Linked DNA regions of Rattus norvegicus: region 1 is linked to region 2. Evidence: chromatin contacts called from public HiChIP or PLAC-seq data. All regions are on one chromosome and are shown on one strand. Each heading gives the region's core, a stretch centred on a gene start, on an enhancer-like site or on the middle of the called end of the contact. The rest is flanking DNA. Distances are from core to core; before and after follow the strand shown.

The links. HiChIP or PLAC-seq counts read pairs in DNA pulled down with a chosen protein or histone mark.
Region 1: a contact with region 2 is called in an H3K27ac HiChIP or PLAC-seq map of oligodendrocytes, with 14 times the contacts expected there. The contact joins the promoter of Tmem115 here to the promoter of Rbm15b in region 2. A contact is called at or near these places in 1 of 12 Hi-C or Micro-C datasets (mammary epithelial cells) and 1 of 1 datasets of contacts at active chromatin or transcription factors (oligodendrocytes).

The regions. Positions count from the first base shown.
Region 1 is chr8:117,083,853-117,087,393 of GRCr8, forward strand. Tmem115 (transmembrane protein 115) reads left to right here and starts at 2,254. Exons shown (of 2, transcript NM_001108779.2): 1 at 2,254-3,541. The coding sequence starts at 2,787. It overlaps LOC120094259 (a long non-coding RNA gene), which reads right to left and starts at 2,155. Exons shown (of 2, transcript XR_005488458.2): 1 at 1,994-2,155.
Region 2 is chr8:116,423,908-116,427,545 of GRCr8, forward strand. Rbm15b (RNA binding motif protein 15B) reads right to left here and starts at 1,467. Exons shown (of 1, transcript NM_001399320.1): 1 at 1-1,467. The coding sequence starts at 1,363. Manf (mesencephalic astrocyte-derived neurotrophic factor) reads right to left here. Exons shown (of 4, transcript NM_001401064.1): 4 at 3,146-3,598. The coding sequence ends at 3,414.

The sequences.
Region 1 (3,541 bases), core at 1,004-3,503, 660 kb after region 2:
CTCCTGCCTCAGCCATTCAAGTGCTGGGATTATAAGCATACACCACCACCACCTGGAATCTAGTACATTTTTTAATGACTTATTTCTTTTTTTATTTTATGTGCATTGGTGTTTTGCCTGCATGTATTTCTGTGTGAGGGTGTCAGATTCACTGGAACTGAAGTTGTGAGCCACAATGTGAATGCTGGGCATTGAACCCGTGTCCTCTGAAAGAGCAGACAGGGCTCTTAACCGCTGAGCCATCTCTCCAGCCCCAGACTCTGATAAATTTTTAACAATAGGATTTTTGGTCCATGGTTACTATCACCCCTGTGGCCCACTATCAGGAGTGACAGTCTATCGTTAGAATCTGTGCTGTCACTGTAATCTCAATAAATTTATTCTTGCCTCTTTAGGGACAACTGAGTTGGGTTTTTGTTTTGTTTTGTTTTGTTTTGTGTGTGCACGAGTGTGTGTGTGTGTGTGTGTGTGTGTGTGTGTGTGTGTGTGTGTAATGTTGCATGGGTTGTCCCTATCCTGAAAATTGCTTATTCAAAAATCAAATCTGACTGAGTATTTGACTCTATTTTGTTTCCAGTTTTGCTTTTGGTTTGTTTTCTAAGATAGGGGTTTTGTTGTGTAGTCTTTACTGTCCTAGAACGAACTCTGCAGACCAGGCTGGCCTCCAACTCACAGAGATCAACCTTAGAGGCTTGAACCACCACTGCCCAGTGACTCTATATTTTGATTTGCTAAGTCAAACTTGCAAACCTGCAAGTATATGATATACAGTAGGAACCCTAACCCCAGACAAAAATAAAAGGTGAAAGGTAGTTTTGAACACATAGGCAGGTGTACTGAGCAATAGCTTAAAGGGATTTTATAATAAAGTCCCTTGTCGTATAATTAATCACATTTTTAAAATATGCACATTTAAAAATCTAGATACAACAACAAAAATCTCAGGGTTGGAGAGATGGCTCTATGGTTAATAGTGCTTGCTGCTCTTACAGAGAACCTGTACCCCCAGCACCCACATCTGGTGGCTCAGAAGTCCAGCTCCCAACATTCAACATCCTGTGTTTCCTCTGTGGCCTGCACACTTAATGCCATATACATACAGAGACACACATACACGTAAACAAAATAGCTTTTAAATAAATCTCAAACACCCTGCTGATAACCACTGTAAGCGTAAAATTGAGCCTAGGCCAACCTGGCACTTACAGAGAGACTTATAAATAATCTTTTTTCTTTAATGTTCATTGGTGTTTTGCCTGCATGTGTGTAAGGGTGTCAGAAACCCTAGACCTGGAGTTACAACTATGAGCTGCCCTGTGGTTGCTGGGAATCGAACCCGGATCCTCTAGAAGAGCCGTCAGTGCTCTTAACCGCTAAACCATCTCTCCAGCTCAAGGGAGATTTCTCTGGCAAGTGGAATCAAGTGGGAGAAGAGTCACTGAAGCAGCACAGCCTTGCCCCTTATTCCCCCTGAGATGGAAAACCTAAGTTCATGTAGCAAGTACAGTTGGCTGGAATCAGGGCAATGTGAACACCCAACACAACATGGCAAGTCGTTTACATAGATAGCTGCCTTCTTTGATCCTTAAAACTATAGTAAGAGCCTGCCATCGCCATCATTTTTAAAGATTCATTTATTTATTATATATAAGTGCACACCAGAAGAGGGCATCAGATCTCATTACAGATGGTTATGAACCACCATGTGGTTGCGGGATTTGAACTCAGGACCTCTGGAAGAGCAGTCAGTGCTCTTAACCACTGAGCCATCTCTCCAGTCCCCATCATTTTTAAGGTTCGTGAAATTGCACTTCAAAAATGTTCGGGAACTTGATCAATATCACATTAACTACAAATGATGGAACAAGGGTTCTGGCCTGCCTTGGGCTCCATTTGCCAGACGACAGGATTTCTGGCTAGTTCACGCGCATTGATACAACACATCAGAACCGTTCACATTCTTTTGTACCCGCTTACAAAAACATTGCTGTACCTGTACAAGTCACAAATAGAGCCAATCTCCTCCTCCAAAGAGTGCAGCAAGTGTGCGGCCCAAGGCGGCGCTGCCTCTTGAACCCGGCCACTCAATGCCTTGCTTTCCGAGATCAGGAATACTGGTCTCCACTTCCCTAACTTCTAAGAACTAGAGGAATAAGCACTGAAAACTACAACTCCCAAGTGCCCTAGCCTCTACATTCTACGAGACCTGTTCCGTGCACGGCTTCTGGGACTTGTGGTTCTATGCCAAAACCGGTCGGCTAGGTCTCAAGGACTCCGTATCCCAGCATGCCGAGGAGCCGGAAGGCAAGAGCTCAGAGGGCGTACAGTCGCGGCCGCCGGCGGGGGCGCGCAGGCGCGGCGCCCCTGTTTGTCCGCCCCGGAGAGGGGAGGAGGTACCGTCAAGTCAAAACCTTAGCCCAGCCGGAGCTAAACGGGCTTGACTTGAACTGGAACAAGGCATCAGTCCCGGCAGATCGCAGAGTCTCAGAGTGGATGGAGGAAGCCCAGCCTTGAGATCAACGCTAGCCTGGCCGCTGGGCCGACGGAACCGGCAGACAGGCGTGCCCAAGCCACCCAGGGCCTAACGTCAGGTCCCCGGCAAGAAGGCTTTCTCCTCGCTTTGGAACTACAGCCGGATCAGACCGGAACCAGAGCCGTCACACGGAACAGAAGCCAGTGAAGTAGCCGGGCCCGGGCCTCCCGTCGGGGCCGAACTGGGACGAGGCCCCGGGGAGGCCCCTAGGCCACCTTCCTCACCTTCCCTCAAGCCAACGCCCGCCAGGAAGATGCAACGCGCCCTGCCCGGTGCCCGCCAGCATCTGGGGGCCATCCTGGCCAGCGCCAGCGTGGTAGTGAAGGCACTGTGCGCTGTGGTACTATTTCTCTATCTGCTTTCCTTCGCTGTGGACACGGGCTGCCTGGCCGTCACCCCAGGCTACCTTTTTCCACCCAACTTCTGGATCTGGACCCTGGCCACCCATGGGCTCATGGAACAGCACGTGTGGGACGTGGCCATTAGTCTGGCCACAGTAGTTGTGGCCGGACGATTACTGGAGCCCCTCTGGGGAGCCTTGGAGCTGCTCATCTTCTTCTCGGTGGTGAATGTGTCAGTGGGGCTTCTGGGGGCCTTCGCCTACCTCCTCACCTACATGGCTTCCTTCAACTTGGTCTACCTGTTCACTATTCGTATCCACGGCGCCCTGGGCTTCTTAGGTGGTGTCCTGGTAGCGCTCAAGCAAACTATGGGAGACTGTGTGGTTCTGCGAGTGCCCCAGGTCCGCGTCAGCGTAGTTCCCATGCTATTGCTGGCGTTGCTGCTACTCCTCCGGTTGGCCACACTGCTCCAGAGCCCGGCATTGGCTTCCTACGGCTTTGGGCTGCTATCAAGTTGGGTGTATCTTCGCTTCTATCAGCGGCACAGCCGAGGCCGAGGGGACATGGCTGATCATTTTGCTTTTGCCACCTTCTTCCCTGAGATCCTGCAACCGGTAGTGGGACTGCTAGCGAACTTGGTGCATGGCCTCCTGGTGAAGGTGAAGAT
Region 2 (3,638 bases), core at 217-2,716:
GGATGTAGGCAAAGCTGTCTCCTTTGACGTGATCGATGGTCCGAATGCTCCCAAAGCGATCGAATTCTCTGGCCAGGGCCGCCAGCGAGGTGTTAGGTCCAAGACCACCCACCCAGAGGCGGGTGGTAGGGTTAGCCTTGCCGTAGCCTATCTTTATAGGGTTTCTGCCAATCACCCGGCCAGACATAGCCACCTTGGCCCTGTGTGCCATGTCCAGGTTCTGAAACTTAAGGAAGGCATAGGCACCACCTTGGCCGCGGGCAGGCCTCTTGATGACCACCTCCTCAATGATGCCATACTTCTCGAAGGCCCGTCGAAGCTCCACTTCAGATACACTGTGGTCCAGGTTCCCGATGAAGAGATTTCGAGTGGCTCTCTGATCATCCTCCGGCATCAGGTCCTCCTCGCACACGGCCTGGTAGCTGTACGGGCGCCCGCGGTCGTCGTACAGCCCGTAATAGTCCAGGGCTCGCTCCCGAGACAGTCCCACGGCAGCCGCGGCAGCAGCATCCAGGGCGAAGGCTGCCGCGGCGTGCCGCGCACGGGGCTCCCGCAGGGGCGGGGCGGCTACCGGAGACAGAGAGCGCTGCTTGTACTGGTAGCCCCCGTGCAGGGGCAGATAGCCCAGAGGGTCCGCGGGCGTGGGAGGCCCTGGGGGCGGCGTGGAGGCAGCGGCGCTGCTGCTGCTACTGCGCCGACTGCTCCCGCCGCCGCGCAGGTACACGGGCTCTACCTTGAGCGGGCGGTCGTAGAGCAGCAGCTGACGGGCCAAGGCGTGCTGGCGGGCCTCACGCGCGTCCTGTGGGTGCCGGAAGTTCACATAGGCCACGCGGCCCAGCTCCGGTGTGTGTGACAGGCGCAGGCTGATCTCACCGAACCGCTTGAACTGGTGGAAGAGCCGGTCCTCCAAGTGCTCGGCCGGCAGCGCGGGGCTCAGGCTGCTGATGAGGAGCGTCTTGTACTCCGGAGCCGCCGTGGTACCGGGACCCGCAGGTTCCGCCCCGGGGGGCGGCGGGGGCGGCGGGAGTGGAGATGCGCGGGGCGACGCGCCCCCAGCACCCGGGTCCCCGGAGGCCTTGCCGGTGCGTCCTCCGCCTCCGGGCGCGCCTGAGGAGCGCCCGCTGCTTGCTCGGTGATTCGCATCCCCAGCAGCGCGCCCGTCGCGATGTCCGCCGCCTCCGCCACTGCCGCGGGGCTTGTCACGAGCCCGCGCTGGAACCGGGTGCTTGGTGCCGCCGGAGGCCTTGTGCGCTGCTCGCCGCCCGCCCGCCTCTGCCTCCCGTTCGCGCTCCCGCGGCCGCTTGGCGGACGATGACGAGCCACGCCCGCTCGGGCTGGAGTCTCGCTCGTTCTGCCGCTTCATTGCGCCGGCTTGGCGGGCGGGCGGCCCGCGGGTCCCTCAGAGCGGCAGCGGCGGCAGCCCAGGAGGCAGCGCCCCCGGCGCCGCCATCTTGGACAAAAGGACTCGGCGCGGCGGCAGCGGCGGGGCGGGGCGGGAGCGGCGCCGAGGGGCTGGGAGCTGCGTTATCAAGCTGCGCCGGCCGTACCACGTGACCGAGGTGGGCGGGACGAGAGTTTCGCTCGCCGCCTATCACCGGGCTCCGCGGGCCTGTACCACGTGACATCTTGGCAAACAGAGGAGCCCGCCTGACTGCGAGCTCTGGCGCCGCTGCGTGGTTGGTAGGCACCGGGCTACCGTGTTGGGCGCGGATTCCCTCTGGAGCCTAGCAGGCCCCAGCTGCACTCTGGCTCTGTGCTCTAGGGCTTCCTACACCAGGTCCGCCTACCTTTGGCGGACTCGGGACCCCGCCCACTGGAGCAGGTGTGGCTGCTTGGCCGGAAGCCAAGGGTTGTATCCCACTCAAACCTGCCACTAGGTGAAGAAATTCTATTCCCTTCCATGGAGTTTTCTGACTGGGACCAGAAGTGGCATCCTTGAAGGTAGACACACAAGTATCCCTACACCCTGTCCAGGACCCACATCCAGGCCATCTTGTGCATTCAGATTCTTCCGGCACTGTCCTGACAAGACTCTGAAAACGAAGACTATCCACACAGGTGAGACCTCCCTAGGTCCAGGTACATAAACTAGAAAGAATGCGTTTGCAACCCACAGACAGGCATCTTGGTGCCACTGGGTCCAAATTTCTGCTGTAGGTAGGTGTCTGGGCAGACAGGAGACTGGAAAGGTGGGGTGGCAGAACCAAGGGTAAAGCACAGGTAATGGCGTTAGTTATCACTTCTTGCCATGTTGACATCTTGCTGGCCAGTGTCTTGGCCACATCCAGGAGGTGAGGTGAAGTACCGGCAGGGGCACCCAAAGGCTGCTAGGGCTTATGTTCTCCACAGATGGTTGCGGATCCATTGATGTATCTGTAGAATGATGAAGAAGGCACCCAGCCTTCCCTCCTCCCATAAGCAGAAAAGCAATCAGCAGGAGAAAAGTGCAGGAGGAACTTGGAAGAAACAGCCGAGGGCTTCATGGCAGAAAGTAAGGCCCCGTTGATACAAAGTGAACTGGGGACCACAGGAGAGCTAAGACGCGCTCTTTGGAAAAATGTAACTTCTTAGCAGTCACTCCTTTCACATGATCTTTCGAGGCAGCAGGAGCAAAGTGTCCTTACTGAGGCACAGGTCACAAATGCCAGCAAGGGAACAACTGAAAACCGTGCTGCACAACTCTCCAGGCCCTCTGGGACAAGTTCACACTGCTCCATAAACTGACTCCTGCTAGACTCGCCAGAATCCAGGAAAGCCAGGGGCCCTGTCTGATGCCAGACTGGAACCCCAATGAATTAATAACAAGTACCAGGCAGAGTAAAGAAATGCTAGTTCTGACCACCTGCACTCAGTGCAGACAATTCTGCTTGTTCTGCATAGGCTGAGCCAAATGTAAAAGTCCTTTAGACTTAACCTACGCCCAGAACAGGCTTCCCTTCAGCACCTGCTACAGGGGCCAGCTCTAACTTCACCAGGCTGAAGTATGGGACACCCAGAAGTCAAGGCCCAAAACCCATCGGCTGCCCAAGCCTTCAGTCCTCTTTTGGGAGTTTGTGGCCCTCAGCACTGGCAGGCTCAGGGATCTTTTCAGACTGGAAAGATAAACCAATAACCTATAGGACAGAATCCTGTGCCAGCTCGACTCTCCAAAGACAATTTTTTTCTTTAATAAAAAAATCCCAGACAAACTTTGAAGTCCTAGAGTAAACCAGCAAAAGAAGGAAGTAAATTCCTCCCCACTTGGGGATGGGGGGGTGAGGGGGGCACGGCAGAGCCAACATCATCATCAGGAGAGCTCCAGGCTTCACATCTCATTGTCAGGAGCCCACTTAAAAAATAAATTACAAAATGGTTGTTTGGGGAAGAGACAGATGAACTGCTGTTTCCCTCCGGTGCAGCAGGAACTGGGCAGACTACAGATCAGTCCGTGCGCTGGCCGCCTTGGGGGCATATTTAGGCATGAGTTCATTTATCTTCCGGATATAGTCAGACTTCTCTGCACAGCCTTTGCACATCTCCCCCCAATCGTCCAGGATTTTCTTCAGCTCTTTCACCCGGAGCTTCTTCAGGTCCACTGTGCTCAGGTCAATCTGCTTGTCTGCAGGGAGAGCAGGAGAGTAAATGGCTGGGCAGGAGAG